2 separate regions of the Bombyx mori genome follow, and region 1 is linked to region 2. The links are chromatin contacts, called in public Hi-C maps. All regions are on one chromosome and are shown on one strand. Each heading gives the region's core, a stretch centred on a gene start, on an enhancer-like site or on the middle of the called end of the contact. The rest is flanking DNA. Distances are from core to core; before and after follow the strand shown. Region 1 holds the start of LOC101742656 (large ribosomal subunit protein uL15m). Region 2 holds the start of LOC101744041 (kelch-like protein 40a).

The links. A called contact is a pair of places that touch in the nucleus more often than the background predicts.
Region 1: a Hi-C map of middle silk gland shows a contact between it and region 2, with 2.0 times the contacts expected there. The contact joins the promoter of LOC101742656 here to the promoter of LOC101744041 in region 2. A contact is called at or near these places in 2 of 7 Hi-C or Micro-C datasets (middle silk gland and whole pupa).

The regions. Positions count from the first base shown.
Region 1 is chr4:11,475,878-11,480,779 of ASM3026992v2, forward strand. It overlaps LOC101742656 (large ribosomal subunit protein uL15m), which reads left to right and starts at 2,811. Exons shown (of 3, transcript XM_004930936.4): 1 at 2,811-2,946; 2 at 3,621-3,775; 3 at 4,410-4,902. The coding sequence starts at 2,845. It overlaps LOC101743469 (pre-mRNA-splicing factor ATP-dependent RNA helicase DHX16), which reads right to left. Exons shown (of 9, transcript XM_038021897.2): 7 at 3,956-4,133; 8 at 2,481-3,245; 9 at 1,576-1,714. LOC101743607 (conserved oligomeric Golgi complex subunit 6) reads left to right here. Exons shown (of 1, transcript XM_004931027.5): 1 at 1-1,080. The coding sequence ends at 951.
Region 2 is chr4:11,286,136-11,291,609 of ASM3026992v2, forward strand. It overlaps LOC101744041 (kelch-like protein 40a), which reads left to right and starts at 2,861. Exons shown (of 2, transcript XM_062668259.1): 1 at 2,861-3,002. The coding sequence starts at 2,955. It overlaps LOC101744334, which reads right to left and starts at 2,872. Exons shown (of 11, transcript XM_038021906.2): 1 at 2,732-2,872; 2 at 2,260-2,324; 3 at 990-1,128; 4 at 447-548. The coding sequence starts at 2,809.

The DNA.
Region 1 (4,902 bases), core at 1,561-4,060, 190 kb after region 2:
TCTGATAAAAAACAATACATTATTGAAGCTTTGATTAGCATAATGGAAGCTATATGCCCCTTATTAAAAATTAGGGCTGAACTTATATTAAAACCTGATAAAGATCCATTAGTGTTATGGTCAATTACACATCAAATAATTTATTACAAAGAAGTAATTCAAGCTATCATACCTAAAGGACATTTAATAAACACTCTGGATGAGCTACTAAAAAAGAGTGAAGATGTATTTCTTATGACATTAGACAGCAAAATACAAAAAGAATTGAGCCATGGAGTGAAAGCACCACCAGTGGATTTAAATCCATCGATAGTAGTAACTGACTTGGTCAGTTTCCTGAGAGATCTTTTGACTATTATGAACAGCTCTAACAACTTCAATATATCTGAGAGGAAAATGATTGTTACTCACATTTTAGATCCATTACTACAATCAGTCAATGAAACTGCTTGTCATCTGAGTCCTACGGATATGTCTGTTTATATGTTGAATTGTATTTATCACATACAGTGCACTTTATCCTTATATACATTAATGGATGAATATAATGAGAGACTACAGGCACAATCAGAAGCCCAGATTGATACATTGACATCAGAGCAAGCTAGTTATTTAGTTGCAAATTTAAATCTGGGCCCGATTTACACAATATTACAAGAAAAGATTAGTGGGCCACTCTCAGCCATTCCAGGGATGGATACGTCAACTCTAAAAACATTCTTAAACAAATTTGATACATTTTTATTAGGACCAGATTCTTATATTTTACCGCAGCTCAATTTGCTTTTAAGTCACTCTCATAAATTGGGTGTGAAGAAGAGAGCTTTTGAAGTAATACTAGCTATTTATGAACAATTGTATAAAGCTATTCATGACCCTAATAATGGTTACACAGATCATTTGTCTATTGTAAAGAGAACTCCAGATGAAGTCAACAAATTGTTGAAATAAGAGTTATGTACATAAGAATAGTTAAATATATGTAATTGGATACAGAAATAATATAAGTTAGAGGTATTATTAAATATTTTGGGGTAAAACTCAATTTATAGTTAACTAAATAAAAAGTTAATGAAAAGATTTTTGTAATTTTATTCAAATCCATAAATGTGTGCAATATATATATACGTGTGTAGAACAATTTCCTGAATCTAGCTAACAACATTTTCAAGTAAATTTTGCATATTATACAAAGTTCAGAAAAAATCTCTAATGCTATACATTCCCGATCCTGCGGAAAGAATGGAAAGCAGTCGACGTCTCCCAAAACGTCATCTCGGATCGTCCCGATCCACTAACGGTGCTTTTACTAGTTAAGGTTACGCTGGAATAGCCTCTCAAGGCTACCAGCTTAGGTAGGAAAAAAATGCTATAATTTTAATCGTGTAAGCACTGGAACAATATTTATAGTATTTTCTCGTTTTCCTGATTTGTATTTCGTAAACATAATTGATACTACTTTTACGGTTATATCTCACCTTTACTATTTACACAACCAGCTAATAGTATTCCAATTGTTGCAAATATTAACGAGATTTAACTGTAAAAGTAATTTAAAATAATATTAAGAACACGTCATGTTTTTATTTTTTTATTTTATGATTGAATGATTACTGGATAGGTGGGCGAGCAAAGGCTCAGCCAGGAGGGAACACGTCATTTCTCAAGGTGGGTGGCGGCACTTAAGAAGCGGGTCGTGAAGTAGTCCACTCATCTAAGTAATAAAAAAGTAAATTTTATTGTGGTATTGTCATTTTTTTGGAAAGTGATTGTTATTTAATGTAATATCTGTGAAAGCGAAGTAAATTGTCTTTTCGTGACAAAGTGACACTCTACAAAGCTTGCATACGTTCATGACCTTTGCAAGTGTACGCGGCCCGCATGCATATAAATTCTCCAGGTCATCCAATCCCGTTTCTGCAGGGTAGCCGTCGGAGTACCGTGGTACGCGAGGAATATCGACTTTCATGACGATATCAATTTAGATCTGATATGGAATTGGATTGGATTCGCTTTGTCGAAGTATTTTTCTGACGCTACGGACACGATATACTCTTGTCGTGGCCACCACTAATTACCCGACCCAGGCGACGGGGCGACGGTAAGCCGCCGTCGCCTAAAGCATGTCTTATCGGATCCCGGGAACTACTCTTGTTTGTTTTTAGGCTCTTCAGGCAACGGTCATCGTCCATCGTACATACCCGATCTGGCGGACCGAATAGTAACTAACCAGTCGATGTCACCCAAAACACCTCATTTTGGATCCACCCAATCCACTATCGGTGCTTTTAAGTACCACACGCACCGGACACCGTTCTCATCAAACCGGCCGTTTGTTGCGTTTCCGATCCGGTGGTAGATTCTGCGAAATACTGCTCTTGCTAGGGCGAGTGTTAAAGATTGAGCTCGTAAGATCACCTATTTGTCGTGCCTAGCTGGAATAGCTTTAGACTACCAGTGAATAGGTAGGAAAAACAAACCTTTACCAATGGCGTATAAAGGAAGGTATTTTTTTTGTTAAGATTTTATTAGAAATATGTAATAATATCTAAAAGCCTTTGTAGTTAACAAAAAGTAGAAAATAATCTATAAATAAATAAAAAACATTTTGTTAAAAAAATGAGTGACCAATGACCATAGATTATATACTAGACTCCATAGACAGAAATATATTAAGTGTATAATCTATGTAGGTACCTACTGAAATCTACAAATACATCTATTAGTTAAATACTAATACATTGCTCTATATAATTTGTTACAATTCACTTTTTATATAAAGTAAAATAATGTTAGCTCTCCTGTAATCTCTTCATCTCTACGTTCATATTAAAATTCCTCAGCATGGGTTCGCGGCAAATAACAGAGAAATCACTGTCTATGTTGAGGTCGTTACCAAGAATCACGCTAGCAAATATTCGTGATAATCCGGGGTCTAAAATAACAGTAAGTAAGAACATCATCCAGTCAAAATCATATTTTGTTTTTGTGTCGTAGACGTAATTAAAACTAATAAGGTTTAACGTTTTAATTTAATTATTTCCAAGAAAAAAAATTCTCGTTTAAAGTATTGTAAGCTGTTTCAACTCTTCACTGCTTATACTGTCGCTGATAACATTATTAATCATCTAATGGTACATGTTATTACAAAACATAATAATTAGGGTCTGGTATTGATTGGTAGTTGAAATCCATGGACAGCACAAGTGTATATTTACACTAATAATTAGAAACAGCAGCTTCATCTGTAATATTAAAGAACACATAATTACTTTAGTGCAGTATGAGACAAAATTTATATAAACTTGTATTTGAGTCGACTATTATCAAAGCCGGCAATCTGACTTTTGGACAATGATTGGTAAATCAGAAAAACGAATTATTGACTTTGTATTCCATTGGCAGTCACAAAACTCTTCGGAACGACATCTTAGATAAATAACAGGTTAACTATTAACCTTTATTTAATGCAGGTTTTGAACCGTATTCTTTGAAGGAGACGATTATATTCAAATCAATCTGTATTGACATATCAATAACATTTTTTTGTCCAAATGCACAGATTGCCACCTTTGATAATAGACGACTCATTTACACTATGCCCTACCGTGTTATTTTAGCAAAAAAGAGGAAGGGGTCAACACGGGGGTGACAAACATGGTGCAGGCAATAAAGGTTCTGGACAACGTCAAAATTATATGAGACTAGGTTATGAAACTGGAAACAACCCATTTTATCTTCGTATTCCTCATGAGAATTACTATAGAGGACACCAGTAAGTAATACTGGATTATTATGCCAATTGGTCAATTTATCTAATATAACAATTTAATGTGATTAGAAAATAATTTCATTAAAAATATTTACAATTATCTGAAGTCTGAATAATCGCATAGTACAGTATATTGTCGATTTTCTCGTTTGCTTTTTTTTTCACATTTGCCACTAGCCTCACCTTGACTGGTGGGTGAGCTCACGAGGCTCAACCTGAATGAATCTGCTAACATCCGACATAGCAAGAGTAGTCCTTTGTTGAATCTATCACTTGATCAGAATCACAACCCAATGAGAAGATCCAGCATGAAACTCAGTTTTGTCAGGTTGTCTGTGGGGGCCAGTTGCATGTTTCCCATCTGCAAAAGAAACTGAAATCTTTGGTGCTCAACTTTTACTTTTATAGACAAAGCCTGTATTATACTTATTATAGTAACTTTTGGTACCAAATTATTGATTATTTTTTTTAGACTGATAAGCTCATGCTCTATTTGGTGTTAAGGATTTTACCTCAGGCAACCATAAATGCAATGCACCATTTTACTAACAGTTTAATGGATTTGCATTATCTCTTAGGTTCATTATTATTAGCTCCAAAGTATATCTTAGGTTTTAAACAAAACTTAATATTTCAGTTTGAAAAGAGAGTATCCTCCTATGACACTTTTGGAGTTACAAAAATTGATCGATAGAAACCGAGTAGACATATCTAAACCCATTGATATTGCCAGCTTGATAAAATCTGGGTTATACACATTGAATCCTGACCAAAAGCATTTTGGTGTTAATTTAACTGATGATGGAGCTGACATATTTGCTGCAAAAATTAATATAGAAGTACAGTGGGCAAGTGAACAAGTTATTGCAGCGATTGAGAAAAATGGTGGTGTTATTACTACAGCCTACTATGATCCTCACAGTTTATTTATATTGAAAAATCCTCAAAGGTTTTTTGAAACTGGTCAAGCTATTCCAAGAAGAATGATTCCTCCGCCCGATGCCATTGAATTTTACACCAGTGCTGCAACACGTGGTTATTTAGCAGATCCAGAAAAAATATCTCAAGAAAGATTAAAATTGTCTCAGAAATATGGATATACACTTCCAAATTTAGAAAGTGACCCACAA
Region 2 (5,474 bases), core at 1,611-4,110:
AAGGGGACATCTTGATGAAGCAAAAATTTTAAGAAAAGTATTATAAGTTATTATTTATGCACTAAATATATTTTACTACATGATAATTTAATGTTTCTTTCAGATTTAAGTGTAATAAATAATGACTTATGTGTTTTAATGACATTTTTATTTAAATTCCCTTAGCATTTCCAAGCTTTTGAATGGTAGGATATGTGGCAATAGCCCTAGTATGTTATGTTTATTTTTTCGTAAACTGTATAAAATATATTAAATTATAGGAAATGAATAAAATATCTTGTGAAAGGCAAATCATTTGCCTACACTAGATACTATCACAATCTTGCCTATTTCTGTCAGTAAACAGTCCATTATGTTTTGAATGGTGAGGCACCTTTCATCAAATACATATGAGACTTGATTTCCTATCGCCAGCTGTCGGTCTTAACATAATTATAGTTACTTGCCTGGAGTTGATGTGTTAAGGATGTTGCAGCGGCATACTGATTTTCTGCTTGAAAACATTTACTTTCAAGTCCTTTGTTAACATTCTGCAAGATCTGCATATCCTGGAATATTATGTTCACTTTTGTTATTCAAAGTTAAATATATGCAATTCATAAATATTTATTGCTATGTCAGTTATCATGTACATTAATAAAAATAAGTAGCTGTCATACAATGTTTAAGTGCCTTTATATTAAGCACTACAAGTTTTTTCATAATTTACATGAGTGGATATAGGGGTTATATACCATTTTTAAGATTTTTGAGTTTATACATTGAATGAAGATGCCATGTCCCTATAAACCACATTAGACCTTTATACTCCAGATTTAAAGACTATTTTTAGAAATTGCATGTTATGAAGAAGTTATGTAAGAAGAAAAAGTACAAGTAACTAAAGTATGTTGCCCGTTTTCTCAAAATTAACAAATTGTATCGAATCCCCTTCATCCACGCATGTCTTCGATTATAAATTGAATTAAAAGTGACAAAAATTTACTTACATTTTCTAATTTAGAACAAGTTTCCATTGATTTCCTATAGTCAATACATATCTGTTTACACTCTTCTTTCGACGTGAGGAGGCTCTTTTCTGTTTGGTCCAATAGATCTTTTTTTTCATAGTACTTTTTTATTAGAGAACTGAAACAAGATTCTAATTTTGAAACCTTACAAATAAAAATGAGAATATTATTAATGGATTTATAATAAAATTAGATTGATGAATAAGGATATTGACTTCAAATGTTTCCTATATAAATCTGATATAAATAAATTAAAACCTAAAGCCAAGTAATAGATTAAAAAGATCATTCTGGTTCTCCTCTAATTGGAATTGGTAAATGCTGAGCATTACAATGCATCAGGCAGGCTGAGACCTTTTGTGTAATCTCTACCCACTTATGTCAGTCAGTGGTCAGTGCAGTCTCGTGTCTAAGTGCACAGACTTACTCACTCCATCTATCCCATTTGACACTCCTAGATCAGTTTCAATCCATTTTACCCATCACTATGAGTCTCCCCAAATTGTTATAGGGTTTTCTTGCTAAATGATCAAAATACTGGAGCACATTATTAAGGCATATGGTGGATAGCCTCTGGTAAATTTTCAGCTCATTGAAGATGGAAACGCTCATGTTTTAGTCATAGACGTTAAAAAGCATGGGTAAGACAATGTATCCCTGGCACATGCCTTTCTCAAACCTGAACTCTGATGACTGTGCCGAACTGACCACTACCGATCGTTGTCTGGACAGTGTATAGAGTCAGTGATGGATTTACACCTAGGCCTGTTAGGCTCGAGCCCAGGGTGGCATGATTAGAGGGGCAGTAAGATTTTTGAAATGCCAGAGACAAAATAGTATAAGCGGTCTCCTTTGAAAAGGAGATCAGATTAATTTTGATAAAAAAAATGTAGTTATTTTAAATTTAAAATAAAAATATTGGATCAAAATTAATAAAATTTATTCTAACATTAATGTAGGCCTGATAAACAGAGGCTAGGGCGGCATCAAGCCTTAATCCATCACTATATAGAGTATTTCTCAGAAATGATCATACTGCAAAAAAAGTTTTAAAAGTCAATTCAGAAACTTTTCATTTCATTTAATGTGCCAAAGAACTATATTTTGTTAAAATTTCCTTATATTTCATTAGATAAAAACTATTTCACAGTGATTTATTATAGGTAAACAGTAAAATAATTAAATTTATTTGATCAGGCAGATCAGTTGTTCAGTGAAGTTAAAAAAATATTGTAAATGGAATACTTACTCTGTGGCTATTGTTTTCTTTTTAACTATTAAAATGGCTTTCCTCTGCTTTTCGAACTTATTAATCTGAAAATAAATTTATCATAAAACTATGGAATTTAATAACAATTTCAAGTAAATCTGAAACCAAACAGTGAATTAGGGTTAATCAACTGAATATTTTTGGTTGATAACAAAATAATAATAAAAATTTACTTTATTACAAATTTAAAACGAAGCCGTAGTTATTGTTATTTAAATGTAATTGAAATGTAGTTAACATTTCATAAAATGCAGTTAATTCATGGTCTTTGTTGACATTCGACAATTTACTAACAAAATTAGTACATTTTTAATGTAACTTGTGTGGTTGTTAAAACTTATAAATGACAAACTCAATAACCTATGATGTCTTTTGGTTTTGGATATAATTCTCGACTTAATGTAAATTAAAAAAAAAAATATTATAATAAAACCTGCATGGAAAAACTAACCTGACCATCACTCGGTGTCGTTGGATGAAGAAAATTTAAATCAAAATCGAACATTGACTCATTAAAAGTTGAAGCCATTTTAAGGAACGGTTTTCAGTGAATTTAACTATAAATTGTCACGTTACCAACATTTTAAATTACTGAATTTTTTGGCAAAATTGTTGTGGAACGAAAAAGACCGGCGCGCAAACATAATACAAATGACATTTCTGATTCGTATAACATGTGTCAAAAGAACCAATTAGTAGTCCACTTTTTCAACTGGAAATGCGTAGGTATCACACATACCATGCAGCCCAATCTTTTGTATATTTTTTGAATTTATTTTGGTTTTGAAAAAATATGTGGTACTAAATGAAATGGAGTCGATTAATTTGACACATTAATCAATTCGGATGAAATTAACGGATGATCGGATGATCTCGTTGATGAGATGATACGAGATGAGGTCTCAGTAAAATGGTAAAACCAAAAATTTAAAAAAAACATAATATCACTTTCAATAGGAATACATAAACTTTTTGATCAGATTTGATCCTTCTCACTCAAACTCACAATTCACTACAAAACATTAATTCATTGTAGATCAGTATTTCGACAGAACGACATAGCAATCACATTTAGCACCGAACGGTAGTGTTGTAATCGCCTCAATTTCAAATGCTGTCTATTATTTATGTAAAAAATACATAGTGGGTCTGATAAGGAAATTAGAACAATAACTTTTGACTTTGATGATTCGTCTCACACAGTAAATAAGACATTGTTTGTTTTCATAAGAAATATTTTCGTAAAAAAAAAATGATAAAATCATCCTCCGAAGTTCTAATTATGTCGAAATAACAGATAGCCATAAAAGACAAAACTCCCTTAGTTTGCTTGTTATACTTGGAGGTCTTCACTTTACCTGTTTAACTAATAATTTATATTACAACTATGTACATTCTGCTCGCTTTAATGGCCATTATATATATATTTTTTTATTTGATAACTTGCGTTCTTTTTATGTAAATTCCAATATTTTTACTTGGGAAAGTTTTGATTGCCGTCTGATCTCACCATTACATTTAATTCGTAAATGATTATTATGCAAATCAATCAGTTTTCATTTCCCTTCTCTAAAATAAGACATGGTTCCAAATATTTTAACTAGGTATGTATTCTTAGCACGTCCATTTGTCCAAAAAATCGAATAATATATAGTATAGATTTACGAAGACGAATCTCTTAAATAAATCAACACACAAATTGTGACTTTTTGGCGGGAACGCAAGGATTGTAGTTGTGTCATTTGTTTTATTTTTCTATTTAGTGTTTCTTCAGTTTTAAATGTATAGTAACAATGGTTTATTAGCTGTTTAATATCTGTGAAAGTGCAAAAATGTGGGAAAATAAAACAAAGCCACTGGATGTAACTTCTCGGGATCCTCCAAAGAGTCTACTGAAAAAATCTCAGTAAATGGCCACCATTTTACTGAGATTATATTTCATCCCATATTATCTCATTTCATTTCATTTAGTATCATCCCAGTTGATTTCTCAAATTAATCATCTTCTTTTCATTTCATTTCATTTCACTCTATATTATCATTTTTCATATAGATATGAATATAAATTCAAATAAGACATGACCTAAAGGTTTTATTTACCAGGTCATGAAATCCCTTTAAAAAAATTGTGTGTATGTACCTATGTACCTATGTAGTATGTAGGTAGTTACATATTAAGTGTATAATCAATGGGTAGTTATGTACGGTACGTTGAAAAAGGGCGGGAACGTCAAAATAAATAGGCGCTTTTTTCAAGTTAATTTTAATTTATTTGGTTTTAGCCCTTTTTTACGACATTGTTTCTTAATTTTTCACTGTGTTAGAGTTTAAAATTATATTCCATAAGTGTGTTCCGTATTAATGGACGATGACGACAGGGGTGAGGGCTTCAGCTCCGCCCCTGTGTCCGCTCCCAAAATAATGGGAAAACGAAGATTGACCTCATCTGAATACGACGAAAGCCGCAAAATAAAAATGACTTTCATTAAAAATAAGCGCGGTCTTTTTAAAGACCACCATGCTCTTTATGAAGACCTTACAAAAAAAGAATACCCAGTGCTTCTTCAGTCAAGCCTCTCGCAACCAAATAACAGAGTCCCAATGGATCTGTTAAGAATAAACAAATCTTTAAAAAATGTTCAAGGGGTACAGTATGTCAAAGCTGCTGGAAACTTTTTTGCTAAAGTTTACTTTGGCTGTGCTCGGGATGCCAACGCTTTTTTATTAGATGTAAGCTTTATGGAGTTAAACAATTGGACAGCAAAAATACCTTACGATAGCATTGAGAGTCAAGGAATTATTCGAGCTCCTGTGGAATTAGATGAAGAATCTCTTTTAGTAAATTTAAAAGCTTCATGCACAATACTTGGAGTAAAAAGATTTTTCAAAAAACAAGAGAATGGAAGTGACAAGCCACTGCAAACTGTGCTGGTTACATTTTTGGCGTCTAGCCATCCTGATCACGTCACATACGAGCATATTTGGATGCCTGTTTCGGATTATATTAGACCTGTGTTACAGTGCTTCAAATGCTACAAATTCGGACATGGAAGTGGTGCCTGTAAAGCCACTCAAGTTTGCTCTATTTGTTCAGGCAATCATTTTTATAAGGAGTGCAGCACTCCCAACATCTTCAAGTGCTCCAACTGCAGTGGACCACATTCTGCAGTTTCTTACTCTTGCTCAGTAAAGGC